2 separate regions of the Mus musculus genome follow, and region 1 is linked to region 2. Evidence: chromatin contacts called from public Hi-C data. All regions are on one chromosome and are shown on one strand. The core of a region is the stretch at or near the end of the contact, and the rest is flanking DNA. Distances in the headings are between cores, read along the strand shown. Region 1 has its middle 34 kb from the start of Tnks2. Region 2 overlaps Hectd2os (Hectd2, opposite strand).

Evidence for each region. A called contact is a pair of places that touch in the nucleus more often than the background predicts.
Region 1: a contact with region 2 is called in a Hi-C map of liver, with 3 times the contacts expected there. A contact is called at or near these places in 1 of 39 promoter capture datasets (liver), 8 of 484 Hi-C or Micro-C datasets (embryonic stem cells and liver), 4 of 130 datasets of targeted methods (the NIH/3T3 cell line, SST interneurons, hepatocytes and 1 more) and 1 of 9 other capture datasets (embryonic stem cells).

What each region holds. Positions count from the first base shown.
Region 1 is chr19:36,799,177-36,801,876 of GRCm38.p6, forward strand. No RefSeq gene overlaps it. Among named protein-coding and RNA genes, the nearest start is that of Tnks2, 34 kb to the right of the region's middle.
Region 2 is chr19:36,636,606-36,639,305 of GRCm38.p6, forward strand. The region is part of intron 3 of Hectd2os (Hectd2, opposite strand); the gene reads right to left. Among named protein-coding and RNA genes, the nearest start is that of Hectd2os, 52 kb to the right of the region's middle.

The DNA of each region.
Region 1 (2,700 bases), core at 120-2,619, 160 kb after region 2:
GCTGAGCAAACAAAGACAGATGCCAGAGCACGGGACACCCTGAATGAAAGCGGGGGTGGGGGAGCGGCGCGGGGGCGCAGGGTGACAGGAGGGGCAGGGGTCTGTTTTAAGTCATAATCCAACATAGGCTAGAGGTGAAACTGGTAGTGTCTTTGTCCTTCACAGATATTTTTTTTCTCCAGTTCCATTTAGCTACCCTTGGGGACAATTGTTCTTTATAGAAAACAAAAATATGGGAACAGAAAGAAAAACCATCTATGCTAGGATATCATTTTAGCCACCTCAGTGACAAGGTGTGTCAGTAGTGACACTCAGCACCCCTCACTGATAAATGCTGCCCCTCATGAAGGATCCCCACATGGTCACTGTCACTTGGCTCTTTTAGAAACCTCCCTAGAGGACTTTGGGCCCTCCGTGGACCACAGTCGCCTGTATTCAGCAACCAAGTCTTTGTGCCAGAGCATTAGTTGGGTGAAGAAACAGAACAGAGTTAAACTATGTACCCTTCCCTCCTGCTTGGTGAGTCCCACCTCCCTCCTCTTCCAACTCTGCCTCCTTGCTGACAGAGGGGCCAGCTTGCAAATGTCGACTTTGAGGACAAACGGTGAGTCAGGCCATCGTCGGCGCTGGCACTTCGTGCCACTGACAGCCACACGCTTTGGTCAAGGTGCTGAATATTGCCGAGGTTCCCTAGCAATGGTTCCACGGCTGTGTCCAAGCCTGAGGCCCTGGAGCCTGGGTGACTTCCTTATACAGCACAGTTCTTTAATGTGATTAAGGAAGGATCTTGAAGCAGGGAAATGATCCTTATGTTTCCACATGGGGTCTCAACGCCATCACCAATGCCCTTAAAACAGAGGGTTTCCTCAACACCTCAAACATCAAGGAAGAGAAATGAGGGTGTGTGGAGTGGGCACCTAGGAGCTACTTTGCCGAGGTGCAATGACACTCACAAGGGAACTGAAAACAGGAAGAAAGCCTGGCATCTGCCTTCTTCTCACGACTTTCTCCTGTTCTTTGGGCAGACCTCTGCCTGCCCAACCTGGGCTCAAGGCTGAAGGCAGAGACATGTCATAAACAGCTAAACTTCACAGGAAGGACCATGCTCTGTCCCCAGATAAGGGTAATTATCCATGCTGGCAAGGCTCACTCTGACACGGAAGGGATGCTCTTGTAGGAAGCACACGGATCCCTCCAAACTATGGCAGCAGCCGGGACTTCTGACCATTTTGCAGAGTCTGAACTGACACAATGATCAAGCAAAGTACACTTCGACCAGGATTGCTTAACTATGCAAAGCTCTAGCTCTGTGCCTTAGTTGTTTCTCTACTTAAACCTAAAGCTAATGCCAGTAACCCCAAACAGACAGGGTCACTGGACTCCCTTATTTGTTCTTCCCTGGCCCCCACAATTAGGACTGAACCTGGGGCCTCACCCATGCTAGGCAAGGCCTCATTGATCCTCTCTTTAACTGGAATGTTGGGACGGTTGGCCAAGCCTCGCCTGCGGGCACTGCCATAGTCAGGACTTCTGCTGTACCTGCTAGATACAGATAAATATAGAGACTGGGTGTCAACTGGCCAGACCCCCCCCCCCGCCCCCGAGCTCCCAGGGACTGAACCACCAACCAAAGAGTACCCATGGAGGGACTCATGGCTCCGGCTGCATATGTGGCAGAGGATGGCCTTGTTGGACATCTGTGGGAGGAGAAGCCCTTGGTCCTGTAAAAGCTTGATGCCCCAGTGTAGGGGAATGCCAGGACAGGGAGGTGTGAGTGGGGGTGAGCACCCTCATAGAGGCATGGGGAGGAGGGATGGTACCTGGAAAGGGGAAAACATTTGAAATGTAAATAAAGAAAATATCCAATAGAAAAAAAAAACAACCAAACAACAACAATAACAAAAAGGAAGATAGAGACTGGAGTAGGTCAGCCACAAACTAAAAAATGCAATATCCCCCATGCTGGAAAGGCAGCCTCCACAAAGAATCAGCCCTCCTGACAGCCTGATTTTGGACTTCTGGTCTCTACAGCTGTGATTGTGGTCATTTGTTAACAGCAGCCAAAGGGAAGCTAGTGTGTACACTAAGCTTAGTTTTGTCATCTCTTAAGCAGAGACAATATATGTCTTCCCAGGTTATGCTAACAAATCCCACAAACACTAAATACTAACTCAGTGTCTACTAGCACAGTAGACACACAGCACACACCAACAGCTATCCCGTTAGTATTGTTTTCATTGTTATTGAATATGAAGGGGAAAATATAGGCCAAGTATAAGGTCAGACTAGAACTCAGTGTCATTGTCTTTGTCTGGGGGAGAAATACCAAATGTATAATTTGTCCCAAAATAGTGCCTTTCATAAGAAGCCATCACTATGACCTATTCTGTTGGTATGTATGCCACATCTATCCCTGCCAATAATTAGATATGCTGTGCTGCAGTTTTCTATGTCTTTAATTGTATGTTTGCTATAAATTATATGTTCAAAATGGAAAATAAACATTTCCAGCTGTTTCGAAGGCCCCAAATCTAATTTTGAACTGCTGAATTCTAGAAAAACTACAGAGCCTTTAAGCATGCTGCAAGTGGTTTGAGCCACCAGCACCTCTTACTTACAATCGCCAGGGCAGTTAGGGAAGCCAGGGGTTTGTGTGGTAAGATTCACTCCTCAGAGCCAGAGTTATAGTGTGAGGGGAGA
Region 2 (2,700 bases), core at 161-2,660:
GTCCTTCAATGCCAGATTTTTGCACTCTCTCTAGTTCCATTCCTGCCTAAAGACAGAGCCTGTTTCCTAGCCTGAGCCTCAAAGCTCTGCTTTACTTGTGCCCTGACTAGCCTCCTCCCAATCCCCCTGGATTCTGTGACAATCTTTTGGTACAAGAATTAAGTCAACATGGTTGATATAAGACCATGAGTGTTTGTGAATGCTGTGTCCTCTAAGGGTGATTGATAGAATAAAGTGCCCCACAGCTCCTGAGGCAGCAGGGCTGGAGAAGGTGAAGCAGAGGGAATTTACAGCTTTCTCCTCCAACTTCCTTTCAGCAAGGCACCTGTCTTTGTGAAAACAGGTCCAGCTATGTGAGAGGGGCATTCCATTTGGTGTAGTCCCTGAGGTGAGGAGGGTGGGGAAGAACAGACTGAAGTGAACTGTGTGGTGGTTCCGTCCCTTGTAGAGCTCTCGGGAAGAATGAGAGAGAGAGAGAGAGAACAGGGTGAGGCAGGAAGAGCTTAATGATGCTAATAGCAGTTGCTCTCTGTCTGGTGCCATTTATGGGCTGACATTATTGTGAAGTTCACGTTCAAATCACCACCTCACAGGTGAAGAAACCAAGGCCTGATAAGTGCTGATTTATTAACATTCACAGCAGGGGTGGGGGACAAGATGGCTCCACAGGAGAGGATTTGCCAACAAGCCTGACCAACCTGAGTTCAATACTCAAAACCCACAGACTCTGACAGATTGTCCTGACTTCCACACATACACCAAAATAAATAAATGTAACTTTTAAGAGATCACAGCAGGGCTGGAAATATAGTCATGAACAGATGCCCAAACTCAACGAAAGGGAGAATTCTTTTCTTGTCGGTTTCTTCTCCACCTCCACCCCCAGAACCTCAAGACCTGATTTCTTTTTCCTTCTCTATTTGAAAATTTTACCCTTTTATTGTTAAGCATGGGTTTCACCATAGCGTGTTCATCCATGTATATAATGTATTTTGATCAAATTCATGCTCTATTACCCTCTCTTGTCCCCTCTGACTCCCTCTGATCGCCTTCCTAACTACTCCACTTCTACAGACTTTCGTGTCTTGCTTTGGTTTGGTTCTGGTGTCCTGGTAAACTTAATCAAGGTTTGTTACAGAAACATGGGGGAGAGACTATCTGCTGGAGCATGGGGCGACTTTCCCAGACCACTGAAGAAAATGGCCGCACCCTCCCGGATACCAGCAATTATTAAATACCTACAGCTCCTCAGGAGGAGTGGGGCCTACAAGCCCTTCCCCCATTCAAGTCAGAATGCCGATAGGTTTAATCATTGACCCACTGAATTGATTGGTTGAGACAGGATCTCGATATGCAGTCATGGATGACCTGAAATTCATTATCGAGACCAGGGTAGCCTCAAACTCAGAGATCTGCCTGCACATGCCTCTGAGGTGCTAAGGGCAAGGGCATGGGACGCCACACCCACACAGACAGAGTCAATCCTGCGTAGTTAGTCATGGTGTGTTGAAAGGTCAAGAGTGCAACCACGTGTCTGACTTTCACTGCATTCTGTCTCCTTTGGACTTTATATTCTTTCTGTGCCTTCTTCTTTGCTGTTCCCTGAGCCTCAGAGGGGTGACATAGATGCCTCTGCTAGGGCTGAGCACTGACCAGCCTCTTATTCTCAGGACTTAGGTGAGTTGTGAGTCTGTATTAACATTTGCTAATTGTATTAGTCAAGTTGACAACCAGGAATAACCACTACACTAATCAAACCAGACAGCAGCGCTAATCTCTGGGCATCAATATAAATGCTCAGAAGACAACTTGACAAGCATATCATGTCCGTTTAGCAATACAACTTCCAAGCTTTTCCCCAACCAGAGGCCTTTGAGCAGGCTTGCAGAACCAGATGTGAATTCCCTTCTGGGGGACAGACTTCAAATTCATAACTCCTCCAAACAGTCTTCTTGCCCCCCCACACACACACACCAGTGGCCACCCCTTGCCTATTAGATTGGTAGTATAGAAAATAAGCTCACAACTGAGTAAGATTTTTTTTAAATGACCCTCCCCTCCCCGTCCCCACAGCAGCCTACATGGCACACTGTAATAGCCTGTATTGTTTAGGGGGTCTCTGGTGCCTAGCCAGAAACTCATAGAAAAGTAGCCCACCCGTGGCACTGGGATTTTCATTTAATTATGGCGTCTAGGAGCAGCTTTACCTACACACATATTTGCAGAGTACCTCCATTCTCACTGAACCTAGGACTCAATGGTTTGACAAGGTTGGCCGGTCGATGGGTTCTAGGAATCCTCCTGTCTGCTTCCCCAACCTCCCGCACTGGAGTTGCAGTTGTGCACTGCCCTGCCCAGCTTTTATGTGGGCGCTGGGGACCCCAAGTCACATCCTCCTATCTGTGCAGAAGTTCTTTATTGGCTAAGCCCCTCTGTTTAAATTCTATTTTAATTACCTTACAAATGCTCATCTACTCTAACTCAACTATGCTGGCCTTAGGCTGCTCCCCGTCGCTGTAGCAGGTTACCCTGCAATTTTAGTTTGATGCTCCCCCCATCCCGCCACCCCATTCACTCCCCTGGCAACTCCCCCTCTTCTATACCACTGTGCCCCACACCCCTCGTAAGCCTTTCTAGACACACCCCTGCCCTGAATTCCCTGTGTCTGTTTTCAGCTCTCGCACGCCCTATTATCTCCCC